3 separate regions of the Hordeum vulgare genome follow, and regions 2 and 3 are each linked to region 1. A link is a contact called in public Hi-C data. All regions are on one chromosome and are shown on one strand. The core of a region is the stretch at or near the end of the contact, and the rest is flanking DNA. Distances in the headings are between cores, read along the strand shown. Region 1 holds the start of LOC123439560 (autophagy-related protein 3). Region 2 holds the start of LOC123439525. Region 3 holds the start of LOC123411764.

What was found. A called contact is a pair of places that touch in the nucleus more often than the background predicts.
Region 2: a Hi-C map of leaf shows a contact between it and region 1, with 5 times the contacts expected there. The contact joins the promoter of LOC123439525 here to the promoter of LOC123439560 in region 1. A contact is called at or near these places in 2 of 6 Hi-C or Micro-C datasets (leaf and seedling) and 1 of 1 datasets of contacts at active chromatin or transcription factors (embryo).
Region 3: a Hi-C map of leaf shows a contact between it and region 1, with 7 times the contacts expected there. The contact joins the promoter of LOC123411764 here to the promoter of LOC123439560 in region 1. A contact is called at or near these places in 3 of 6 Hi-C or Micro-C datasets (leaf and seedling).

What each region holds. Positions count from the first base shown.
Region 1 is chr1H:387,541,383-387,545,117 of MorexV3_pseudomolecules_assembly, forward strand. It overlaps LOC123439560 (autophagy-related protein 3), which reads left to right and starts at 1,682. Exons shown (of 10, transcript XM_045116260.1): 1 at 1,682-2,040; 2 at 2,145-2,215; 3 at 2,525-2,641; 4 at 2,732-2,901; 5 at 2,997-3,082; 6 at 3,557-3,608; 7 at 3,710-3,735. The coding sequence starts at 1,880.
Region 2 is chr1H:387,346,773-387,350,507 of MorexV3_pseudomolecules_assembly, forward strand. It overlaps LOC123439525, which reads right to left and starts at 1,947. Exons shown (of 6, transcript XM_045116252.1): 1 at 517-1,947; 2 at 114-257. The coding sequence starts at 1,947.
Region 3 is chr1H:387,702,841-387,706,575 of MorexV3_pseudomolecules_assembly, forward strand. LOC123411764 reads left to right here and starts at 1,777. Exons shown (of 2, transcript XM_045104739.1): 1 at 1,777-2,514; 2 at 3,592-3,735. The coding sequence starts at 2,026.

The DNA of each region.
Region 1 (3,735 bases), core at 432-2,931:
CCGCCGAAGCCCGAGCCCGTGGAGCCGCGAGAGGTCTACCAGTGGACCGGCGTCGCCCAGGAGTTCGGGACGGCGCCGCCCATCTGGCTGGGTGTGACACCGCAGCAGGAGCAGGCCTACCTCAAGCATTGGAGGTCGCAGCACCTGCTGGCGGAGCGCCCCGAAGGCCTTCGGCTCATGCAGGTGGAGAAGGAGGAGGAGGAGGAACGACGGGAGGCGGAGGCGAAGGAGCGTGCCCGTGCTGCTACTCTGCCACCGCCACCAGCACAACCCGCGCCGGCGGGACAGACTACGGAGGCGCACGCAGCTGCGCTCTGAAACTCGACGTTGCCCTGGACCGGCCCTGTGCCTACGCTGGTCGATCTCACTGGCCCCGACGACGACGAGGACGCCTAGGGCTGCGTGGACGTAGTTTTAGTTTTTTTATGTTTATTTAATGTAATGCGGACGCGTGGACTATCGCCGGCCTTAGTGGCCGGCTTTTAATGTTTAATTATGCATTATGTATTTTTTCGCACGCCGGCAAAAATGGGTCCGGCCAGCGTTGGGCGCACGGGCCGATCCATTTGTGGAAGCGGACATTCGTGTCCGCCTAACCGGTCCAAACGGACAAAAGTCGGACAAAATCACCGTCCGTTTGGGTCGACCCGTTGGAGTTTCTCTGATGCTATTATCTAAGGGAAGACATGTTGTTGTAAGCTGTTGTTATTCATAGCAAAAGAGTCCGTGCGTTGCAACGAAAAAGAAAATAACACACGCTCTGAACGCAATATATTTTCACATGACATCACATTTGTGTTGCCGACGATGATTTTAGTGCTCACACAACGAAAACGCGTTTGAATGTACAATCTCTCGGAATAAGATGAGAAATATGTTGTTTCTCCCCACGAGATTTTTCAAAGCTGTGCAAGTGTGGTTCACGATGTTTTCTTTCCTCTCAATTTGGTTTTAATTTAATGGATATTTATTGCAATTCGTATCGTCGTCGGAAAGAGAGAAAAAAAAGGACCGTACAATACAGATTAAGTTTGCACCAAAAATAGTATTTAAGAAGTATTCAACAGCTAAAAATAACATCCTATTTAGATTCTACATATTTTTTAATCAAATTTTATATATAGCATGTTAAAATCGGAGATTAATTTTGTTTTAGATAAAATTTGGATTGATTAACTGAAAAGTTAGGTTTTTTTTTGTTAAAATACGGAGGGCGGGTTGATTACCTGAAACATCAAGAGGTTTTCTAAACAATGCAAAAAAGATTCGTTTTCTGACTTAAATCCGGACTGCGGGGTGATTACCTGAAACATGAGGAGATTTTCTGAAAAATGGAAAAAACGCTTCGTCTTCTGACTTAAATCCGGACCGCGGGTTGATTTCAGAAAACGTCGAGGGGTTTTCTGCAAAACAACCACGACGGACGACAGAAGCACTCCGTGCTTTAATTAGGGAGAGATTGTAATTTTGCAATAAGCCCGGCCTCATGATTCAGGTTTTTTTTACGCCGAGGCGGGTTTTTTTTATCCGGGCTAGGGCTTATATTTTAGCTTACGTCCGGGCTTCGGGCCGGGCTCAACCGTCCTGAGTCCAACACCCCGACTCCCAACTCCCACAGATCACCCTAGAAAAAATACCTCCCACCGATCGTGCGTATTCCAACTCCGATAGCGTACTCCCCCTCCAGAAAAAACTCCGGTAGCGTACTACTAGAAAACAGCAGAGACGGCTCTGGCCTGCTCCACCTTCTCGCCGGTGCCTTCTGCTCGAGGCAAACGGAACTCCTCCTCCTCCTCCTGCCCCTCTCTCCCACGCTTCCCCCTTCGTCTCCGTCGACAGGAAGCAAACAGGAGAGGGGAGGCGAGGCGAGGCGGCGACGATGCAGGTGAAGCAGAAGGTCTACGAGCTCTACAAGGGGACGGTGGAGCGGGTCACGGGCCCGCGCACCGTCTCGGCGTTCCTCGAGAAGGGCGTCCTCTCCGTCCCCGAGTTCATCCTCGCCGGCGACAACCTCGTGTCCAAGTGCCCCACCTGGTCCTGGTGCGCCCCCTCGCCTCCGCGGTTCAGGGATTTTGGGGGGTTTCCGGGCGGGGGGTCGGGCGTCTGATTGATCTGATAGTTTGGTGGGTGCCTGTGTTGTGCAGGGAGAAGGGCGATCCGAGCAAGAGGAAGCCGTATCTCCCCTCCGATAAGCAGTTCCTCGTCACCAGGAACGGTATGTATGCTGCTGTCGAATTGAATTGCGTCAAGATGTGATCCATGCTTCCTGTCTAGTATTTCATTCGATTTGGTGGATGCTGCGTTGGGGGATAGAATTGGTTGTTATCCCCGTGTGCCGATGGGTAGTTACAAGTGTAGCAGGCATGTTTAGTCATATTTCTGTACTGCTAGTCGAACATTGTTGGCTGATGAAAAAGATAAATAGGGACATAGTTAGTAGAACGGTCATGGCTTCAGAAAATCCGGGTTGGTTGCTCATTATTTGTTCTTACAAGTGGACTCATAATTATGGTTTTGTTTGCAGTGCCTTGCCTAAGACGAGCCATGTCGGTCGAGGAAGAGTATGATGCAGCGGCGGCTGAGGTTGTCCTTGATGATGACGACGACGGCGAAGGCTGGCTCGCAACACATGGGGTGCAAGGTTGATCTCTCAGTGTCAATGCTGCTTTGTTTTATGCTGTTGATTGTATGGGCTGAACTCCCTTTTGTTTCCTCCGCCGGTAATGTTTAGCATCAGAGTCGAAAGAGGAGGAAGACATTCCGTCTATGGATACATTGGACATAGGGAAAGTCGAAGAGATCAAATCTATCCCCTCGTACTTTGGTGCTAGTGAAAAGCCAGATGAGGAGGAGGATATACCTGACATGGACACCTATGAAGACACAGGAGATCATTCAACAGTGAGGCCATGAACCTATCATTGATATGCTAAGCAAGGCTGACAAAATTCGGAACTGTTAACGATTTCCGTTTTGCCTTTGTCATCTCATTTCAGGCTACCCCTCAGCCTTCATATTTTGTCGCAGAAGAGCCTGATGATGACAACATTCTTCTTACTAGAACATATGATGTCAGCATCACGTAAGCTTTATCTTATCTGTGTATTTTGATTTAACTTTTTTGTATAAATTGGTTAGTGCTAGTGCTTAGTTGTTTGATTGGTGTGTAGTTCTGTACTATTCGTATAAAGCTTATCTGTGTATTTTGATTTACTTTTTTGTATAAATTGGTTAGTGCTAGTGCTTAGTTGTTTGATTGGTGTGTAGTTCTGTACTATTCGTAGATACAACTATACAAACGTGGAAATTTATGTGTTCTTCTAAAGCCGGCCTGTGCTTGGAGCACAGTGAGTTATGGTTCACCTGATAGGCTGATACACATTCGATTTGCCATATATTTTCCAACATTTTGAGAATTAACTTGCTGTTGTGTTGAAGGATTACCATAGTTAATTTGCTTAACTAGATCGCCCACTTAGTTCTGTTTGCTTTGTCATATCATTGGTGTGTTTCACACTCTTATTGGAAAAGTATATAAGTAGTTCTTGTACTGCAGATATGACAAGTACTATCAAACTCCACGTGTCTGGCTTACAGGCTATGATGAGGTAAAGTATTGGTGCACCCAGGAAGTGCATTTTACATGTAGTTGTTGTTGTCTTGCTTGCTGCAGCTAAACTTGATGTGCTTTTTTTGTTTGCCATTGTAGGCAAGAATGCCATTAAAGCCTGACCT
Region 2 (3,735 bases), core at 697-3,196, 190 kb before region 1:
CATTGTACTTCTGCAGATTTATATAAAATCCAGTACCAGAGTGCACTCCAAAAATAGGTGCTTGCATTGCAAAGGAAACAGTTAATGATAATCTCATGTATCCAACTTCCTACCTGTAGCTGCTCACGGATAGTTGACACATACTTGAGCACATGATCCAAACAACATGACTGGGGATCAGAAACTCTAGAATGATAAGCAGCATCAACTTTGTAGATAAGCCCCAATAATTCCGAGGAACCCAAAACTTCCAATACCTGAACAATCCAAACAGCAGCAAGACAGCAAATGGCCATTAGTTCAACAAATATCAAGTACTGAAAGGCTTACTTTTGTTGAATTTGCTGTCATGATTTGAATAAACTTTGGATTAACACATTAAGCAAAATTCAGAACTGTCCGGATAATAGTCGCATATGCATGATGTCTAACAAATGCAAGATTACACTGATATGATTCCATTGTGCAGAAGGTGGGCATACTTCTGGAAATATGACCCAATAAGTGTGTACTAACCTTTGATACCATTTGCAGCACTGAAACGACATCAGAATGAATAAACTTATGAGCAAACCCCAAGAAATGGACTACCAGTGAACTATAGAACAAATAGTTGGACAGCACGAACCCCTGCCATGCTGGAGAGTACCCTACATCACACCTTTGCATCTTTCCATCAGTAACGCAATTCACATTTCGTCCGCCAGGAGGTGGCAGATCGTACTCATTCAGACCACCTTGCTGAACCTTCCATGGTTCCATATAGACCACCCAAGCAGAAAAGACCTGAGCAATGTTCTTGATATCTGCATCCCTGGAGCAGAACATGAACGTCCTTAGCACAAACCGATACAATGGTCTCTGCATCAATGGATTCCAGTAGCTAGCGGGACTGTCACACGACTCCTTCCTTGAGAGCATTCCATCAAACACATTGCATGTGTCAGCGAGTTTGCAGACACTGCTCCTGGTCAAATACATCACCAACAGCTTCACTGCATCTCCAAGTCCTGGAGCTGGCAGTCTCTCAGACAGTGTAGGATTTGCGCGAGACAGAAGTGACAGTAAAGGCAACCCATAGGAACGGCAAGTCCGAACAGGCAGCGGCGAGAAATCGTCCCCAACAAGCCAGAACTGTACGAGTGTGTGCACGAAGAACTCGGCTCGTCTGAAGGATCCAGCAGCGTCTACACCATCTCTGGCATCCCGATGCAGCAATGTACCGAAACCAGCACGTGGCGGGGCGCAGTCCCTGGGCACGAACTCCTTAAGGTAGGCGTACAGAAGCTTCAGGTATAGCGATCTATCGGGCTTCCGATCGGGATTGCGGCCGGTCGTGGATGTGAGGGTGGACACCCAACTCTCGAGGAGAACGCGTGGCTTAAGCGAGGGTTTCGAAGTGGAGGTCGATCCTTTCGAGGCGCGGGCGGCTGCCTTGGCCGTGGCGGCGGAGATGGGGTAGTACGCGAACCAGAAAAGGTAGTACTCGAACACCGAGAGATGAAGCTTGGAGCCGACGCGGCCCGCGAGGAGCGGCGAGATCACCTTATCGGAGGAGGCCGCGGTGGACGACAGCGCGAAACCGAGCCAATCGGGGAGCCGCTCGCGAGGGAACGTGAAGCGAGCGAGGGAGTGGCGATCCGCGGCGGAGATGGCGACGAGGAGCGGCCCGGAGGGGGAGAGGAGCGACGCGATGAGGTTGGCGAGGGCGGCGTCGCCAGCGGCGAGGTCGAGGAAGCACGGCGAGGCGGGGGAGCTGGAGACGAACAGGCGGAAGAGGAGCGCCGGGAGCGCGTCGGCGAAGAAGGCGCGCGGCTGGTTGGCGCCGGAGCGGTGGCGGCGGAGGAAGTCCGCGACGGACGAGACGGCCGCCGCCGCGGCCCGCGGCGTGGACGCGGCGAGGACGGCCGCCGCGAGCCCGGCCGCGGAGCCGGTCGCCGGCGGCATATCACCGCCGCGCGGAGGGAGGGCGCGCGGTAGGGTTTTTGGTGGGGAATTTTGGCGAGGCGCGTTGGGGAGGACGAGAGGATTTGAAACGGGGACCGGAACTGGAATGGAGCTTTCGAAGATTTCGCAAATGGCGCCCTGCGAAAAGCGTTTCCTCCACGCTCTCTCCCCTCGCCCCGACTTTTTTGCGTCAGGGTGAACTATAGATTACCTCGCTGACCGGTGGGTCCATAAAGAGCACGGCGTCTGCCTGTTGGTGGGTATGGTTGCGTGTCAAGGTCCTGGGTCGAGAAATGCATTGATGATGTGGCTCGGTGTTGGGTTTGTGGGACGGCAACGGCAAGCTGTGTGTTGGCTTGAAAAGGACGCTGTGGACAAATTCGGCTGGGCTCCTGGCCAAGCTCGGCTTAATATTTTTTTGGCCGGCCCAGTTTTGTTTCTTTTTTTCCTGTTACCTTTTTTCTTCTCTGTTTTTTCTTTTTTTGGTTCGTTTTTTATTTCCTTTTTCCTTTTCTTTTTTAATTGAAGCAAATACATTTTTCGAATTTAAAGAACAATTTTTTAAATCATGAAAAAAAATCTTGAGATCAAATTTTGAAAAGGAGAACAATTTTAAAAAACCACGACAAAATTTGAAAGGACGAACAAATTTTAAAGCACAATCATTTTTTGGATTTTGAGAACAATTTTTGAAACCGAGAACACATTTTTAAAGCACGGACATTTTTTGAATCTTGAGAACAAAATTTTGAAAAGTGACAAAATTTGGAAGTGCGGACAATTTTTCAACCACGAACATTTTCTCAATCTTGAGAACAAAATTATGAAAATGTGAACAATTTTGAAAAAACCCAAAAAAATTGAAAGCACAACAAATTTCTAAAGAACGAACATTTTTTGAATTTGGAGAAAAAATTTGAAACCAAGAACAATTTTAAAAAAACGTGAACAAATTTGGAAGCGCAAACAATTTTTTAAAGCACGAACATTTTTTGGATCTTTAGAATAAAATTATGAAAAGGAGAACAATTTTGAAAAACCTCGAACAAATTTGAAAGCGCAAAAAAAAATTAAGCACAAACATTTTTTGAATTTTGAAAACAAATTTTGAAACTGAGAACTATTTAAAAAACCATAAACAAATTTGGAAGCGCAAACAATTTTTTAAAGCACGAACATTTTTGAATCTTGAGAACAAATTTTGAAACTGAGAACAAATTTGAAAAACCCCAAACAAATTTGGAAGCGCGAATAAATTTTTAAAGCACGAACATTTTTTGAATTTTAAGAGCAAATTTTGAAATCAAGAACAATATTGAAAAATCCTAAACAAATTTGGAAGATGAACAATTTTTTAAAGCACGGAAAAAATTTGAATCTTAAGAATTTTTTTGAAACTGAGAACAAATTTGAATCTTAAGAACAAATTTTGAAACCAAGAACATTTTTGGAAAATACAGAATAATTTTTTAAAATTGAGAGCATTTTTTGAAAATCAAGAACATTCTTTGAAACAGAAACAGGAAAGAAAAAAGAAACAAAAAAACAAAAATGAAAATGAAAAAGGAAAAACCCGGCTCGGGGAACCTTCTAGAAATTATCCAAAACCTCGCACTGTAACCCCTGCTAACGAGCTAGCCCATTTGTGCGAAGCCCGTCTCCCGCTATGTGCGAAGCCCTGACACGGCTTCGCATAGAGCAGCGAATAGGGTTTTCCGCTTGAGTTGAATCGGGCTAGGAATTGATTTTCCGAAATGGATTAGGCTAGGGATTTGTAATATCGCCGAA
Region 3 (3,735 bases), core at 527-3,026, 160 kb after region 1:
GCCCATAAGTGAGGAAAAGATCCCAAAGTGGACAAAACAAAAGATCCCAAAGAGCACAAATAAGAGATAAAAATAAAGAGCCAAAGAGGCCACAAAAAAAATTAAAAAAAGAGAAAAGAAATAAAAAGAGAGAAGGGCAACACTACTATTCCTTTTGAAAGATCCACACTCGTACTCCATTGCTATATTGGTACTACATGGAGATTATTATTCATGCATAACTATGTGGGCACCTTTACACTATAGAACTTGGTTTGCATATTCCAATGACGAGCCTCCTCAAATGGGCTCTAGGTCTTCATGAGCAAACAAGTTGGATGCACCCCCACTAGTTCCATTGGAGAGCTTACCTTAGATTAGCTCATATGTGCATCCATTACATGGCAATCCCTACTCCTTACATCGTATCTATCATTTGGCTTTCTTTCGCCTATGGTTGTCTTCATTGATGTGAGCCTTTCACACCTTCTTGTCTTCCTTCCCCATCAGCTTTGGCAACTAGATTCAGATGAGAAAAAACCGAAGCTACAGCAAACAACTAAATTAGACCAGTTGTGGATCCGCAACCCAAATCGAATTTGAGCCATTTTACGTGTTAGATGCCAAATCTAGCTCGGAATTACTCCAGATGCAAAGTTGCTTTGCTTACAACTGAATCCCATCGCTAACCCACACCCTTTTGAAAACTACGAAGGAAATGCCCTCCCCGGTTCCACGTGGGTGCTTGATGTGCGTGTGTGCGGGCGTTGTGCTTGTGTGCGTCCCGGTGAAGTTTGCATGGGTGCGTGTTGGGTGCTCGTGTGCATGCATGTGTGATGTGTGGGTCACATAGTCTCACCAATCACCGATAGCATCCTAGGCAAAACCGTCGCGCCATTAGGACTCCGTCGATGCGGAAGATCCATTTAGATGAATGTCGATTTCGCCAGCCAATATAAATCGATCGCTACAAACTTATGCCGCCCTCGATGAGAATTTTATTAATTACTCAGGCCCATCCACTCATCTAACTCCCATCTACCTCCTAGGTATCATCCCACGACCTATTGTTGTTGTTGGCCTACGCACCACATCCAGGCAATTGGCCAACGTGAAGAGGATGTTGCCAACTCCAACATCACCTTGCTGTGGTCTCCTTGAACTCGTTCCTTCACGAAATTTCCATGTCACATTGTTAGTCTCATCCTTGAGAGTTCAGATGAGCCAGCCTCAAGTCAATCCGATCTTCAAAACTCCCTTGACGCTAGCGGGAACCGACCTTAGCACTCTAAGGGCATTTCAAGCTTTTCATCAGCCCACAGCCGTTTCCACAGCTGCATTACGAAACAGCTAACCTTGACTCCATCAACTTTCTCGTCACAACAGCTTTGGCAGTCGCTCAGCCCAACAAGTCCACAGTTGAATCTATAGAAACAACCATCATTTACTTTTTGCGATCAACCATCATTTACTTTTTGCGATCCAAAATAAATGTCATAGTTTTAAACTAGGATTATTTCAAAACTGCGACACTTATTATGGATCGGAGGTAGTGGTTTCTATTGTCACTTCTCCCTTGCAACAAGACCGCGAGAGAACACAACACATGCATATGTATAGCCGGGTTGTGCGCAGAAAATCCTCCAAGATCTGCAGCCTAGGGTGGCAAGCCAATGGGAAGCGGCCAAGTGATCTCAGGAGAAAGGTGGCTGCGGATCTGCCACGTAAGGAACCCTCCCATCGCACATATCTATTCCTCCTCTCCCATTCGCCACCCACCCATACTTATTCCCTCCCTCCCTGCCCTAGCTACTCGCTTCATCTCATCCACACACGCACGCACACGCACAAACACAAACACTTTTTCTCCCTTGCAAGATTCAACTCGAGCTCATCATTCGCAGTGGAGCAAGCTGATGGAAGCAAATTAGCAAGTGGAGCGCAGTGCCAGGACCTCCCGCGCCACGCGTACCGGAGGAGTGGTAGAGCTAGCCAGCGTCGGGGGTCGGGTTTGTGTGTGGAGGGGAGGCGCGTTGGGCGCGCACGATGTCGGCGGCGTCGGGCGCCGCGTGCCGCGTGTGTGGCGGGGGCTCTGAGGACTGCTCCTGCCTGCTGCAGCGCGGGAGAGGGGTTGCAGCGGCGCGGTGCGGGGTGGCCGACCTGAACCGGGGCTTCCCCGGGATGTTCGGCCAGGCGGCGGAGGAGCCGGCGGCCGTCGACGTCGTCAGCGGAGGCGGCGGCGCGGCGGCGGTGGGGCTGCAGGAGTTCCAGTTCTTCGGGCAGGAAGACCACGAGAGCGTGGCCTGGCTGTTCAACGACCACGCACCCATCGGCGGCGAGGACCGCCTGCAGCACCGCTCGGCGGTCACCGAGCAACTGCAGCGTCGCCAGTCGTTCGACGCGTACGCCGAGTACCAGCCCGGACACGGCCTCACGTTCGACGTGCCGGTGCCGGTGCCGCTGAGCCGAGATGTCGTGGACACGGCCATTCTGGGGCTCGGCGGCGGCAACCCGGTCACGTCCGCCGCCACAATCGTGAGTGGTTCGATTCTCATGCTTGACCCCCGATAAATTTATTTTTCCGTACGCATATGCAGATTACTTCGTGTTTTTTGTTCTATTAAAAAAAGGCAACAAATACAGCTTAGAGAACACACTTGTACCCTATATTCTGCCACATGCTCTCTCAAATATTTCTGCGTGTGGTGCAAATTGTTAATTAGTGGTCGATTACACTTCAGACTGTTTATTGTAAGAGCTAGGTAGGCCATGTATATGCATGAACAGTTTGTGTTGTCTTTTCTCTACAATCCAAGATGATATGCTAATGATGAGCTATAGTAGTGGCAAGAACATTTTTTTTGGAAGAATTATACATAACCTGTAATTACCCTAGCCTTTGAAGGTTCAGAATTATACTGCATAATTAATACAATACAAAAGAGATTGGCAAAATATAGACATCAAAAATGTAAAAAACATATCTATCACTGACTTTTCCAAAAAAAAAAAACTTACTTTTCCACCCTCGGCCCACACTAGTAATGTCTGTTTTTAAGATGTATAGAGATAAAGAACTTCTCACTGCAATTTGGATAAACTAAACCCTCTCACAGAATGCAAACTTTACATTCCAATAATCGATGTGCATGTTCACAATGAGTCCATTTCAATTAACCCGGTGCAAACGAAAACACCATTTTATTTTGGTTTTCTTTTACATTCTTCCATATGGGGAGCGTTATGCATTGTTTTAGGACCTCATATCTGGCTGAGATTCGTAGAAGGAGGCGGCATTTGCGAACGTTTTGATGACAATTTTAGTTGATTGAGGGATGAAAGGTTTTTCACAACAACATGGCATTTTCTAGAAATAAGACTCAAAGTTAACCTTCTTCCAGAAAATTCCATGTTGTCCTCGGTACAACTAAAACTGTAAAGAAAAAAACATTCGAAATGCCATGCTCTTCCAGCGAACGTCAGCCAGATAACATTTCCGTTGTTTTATGAACGCAGTTCACAGCCTCGTTAGCTTTTGTTTTCCGAAATAAGGAGCGAGCTACATTAGCTCATTTCTAGCATACCCTCATAGTTTCACGTATTAATTTTCAGATGCCTTATTGCGGGAGAGAAACGTTGACGTTCACGGAAGCCGCGGCCAGCTCGGTCGTCGACCCAAACGACGACACTGCGGCGGGGCTGGCCAACAGTGGCGCGTACTCTGCTGGCCCGAGCGGCGGCGGCGGCGTCGTCGGC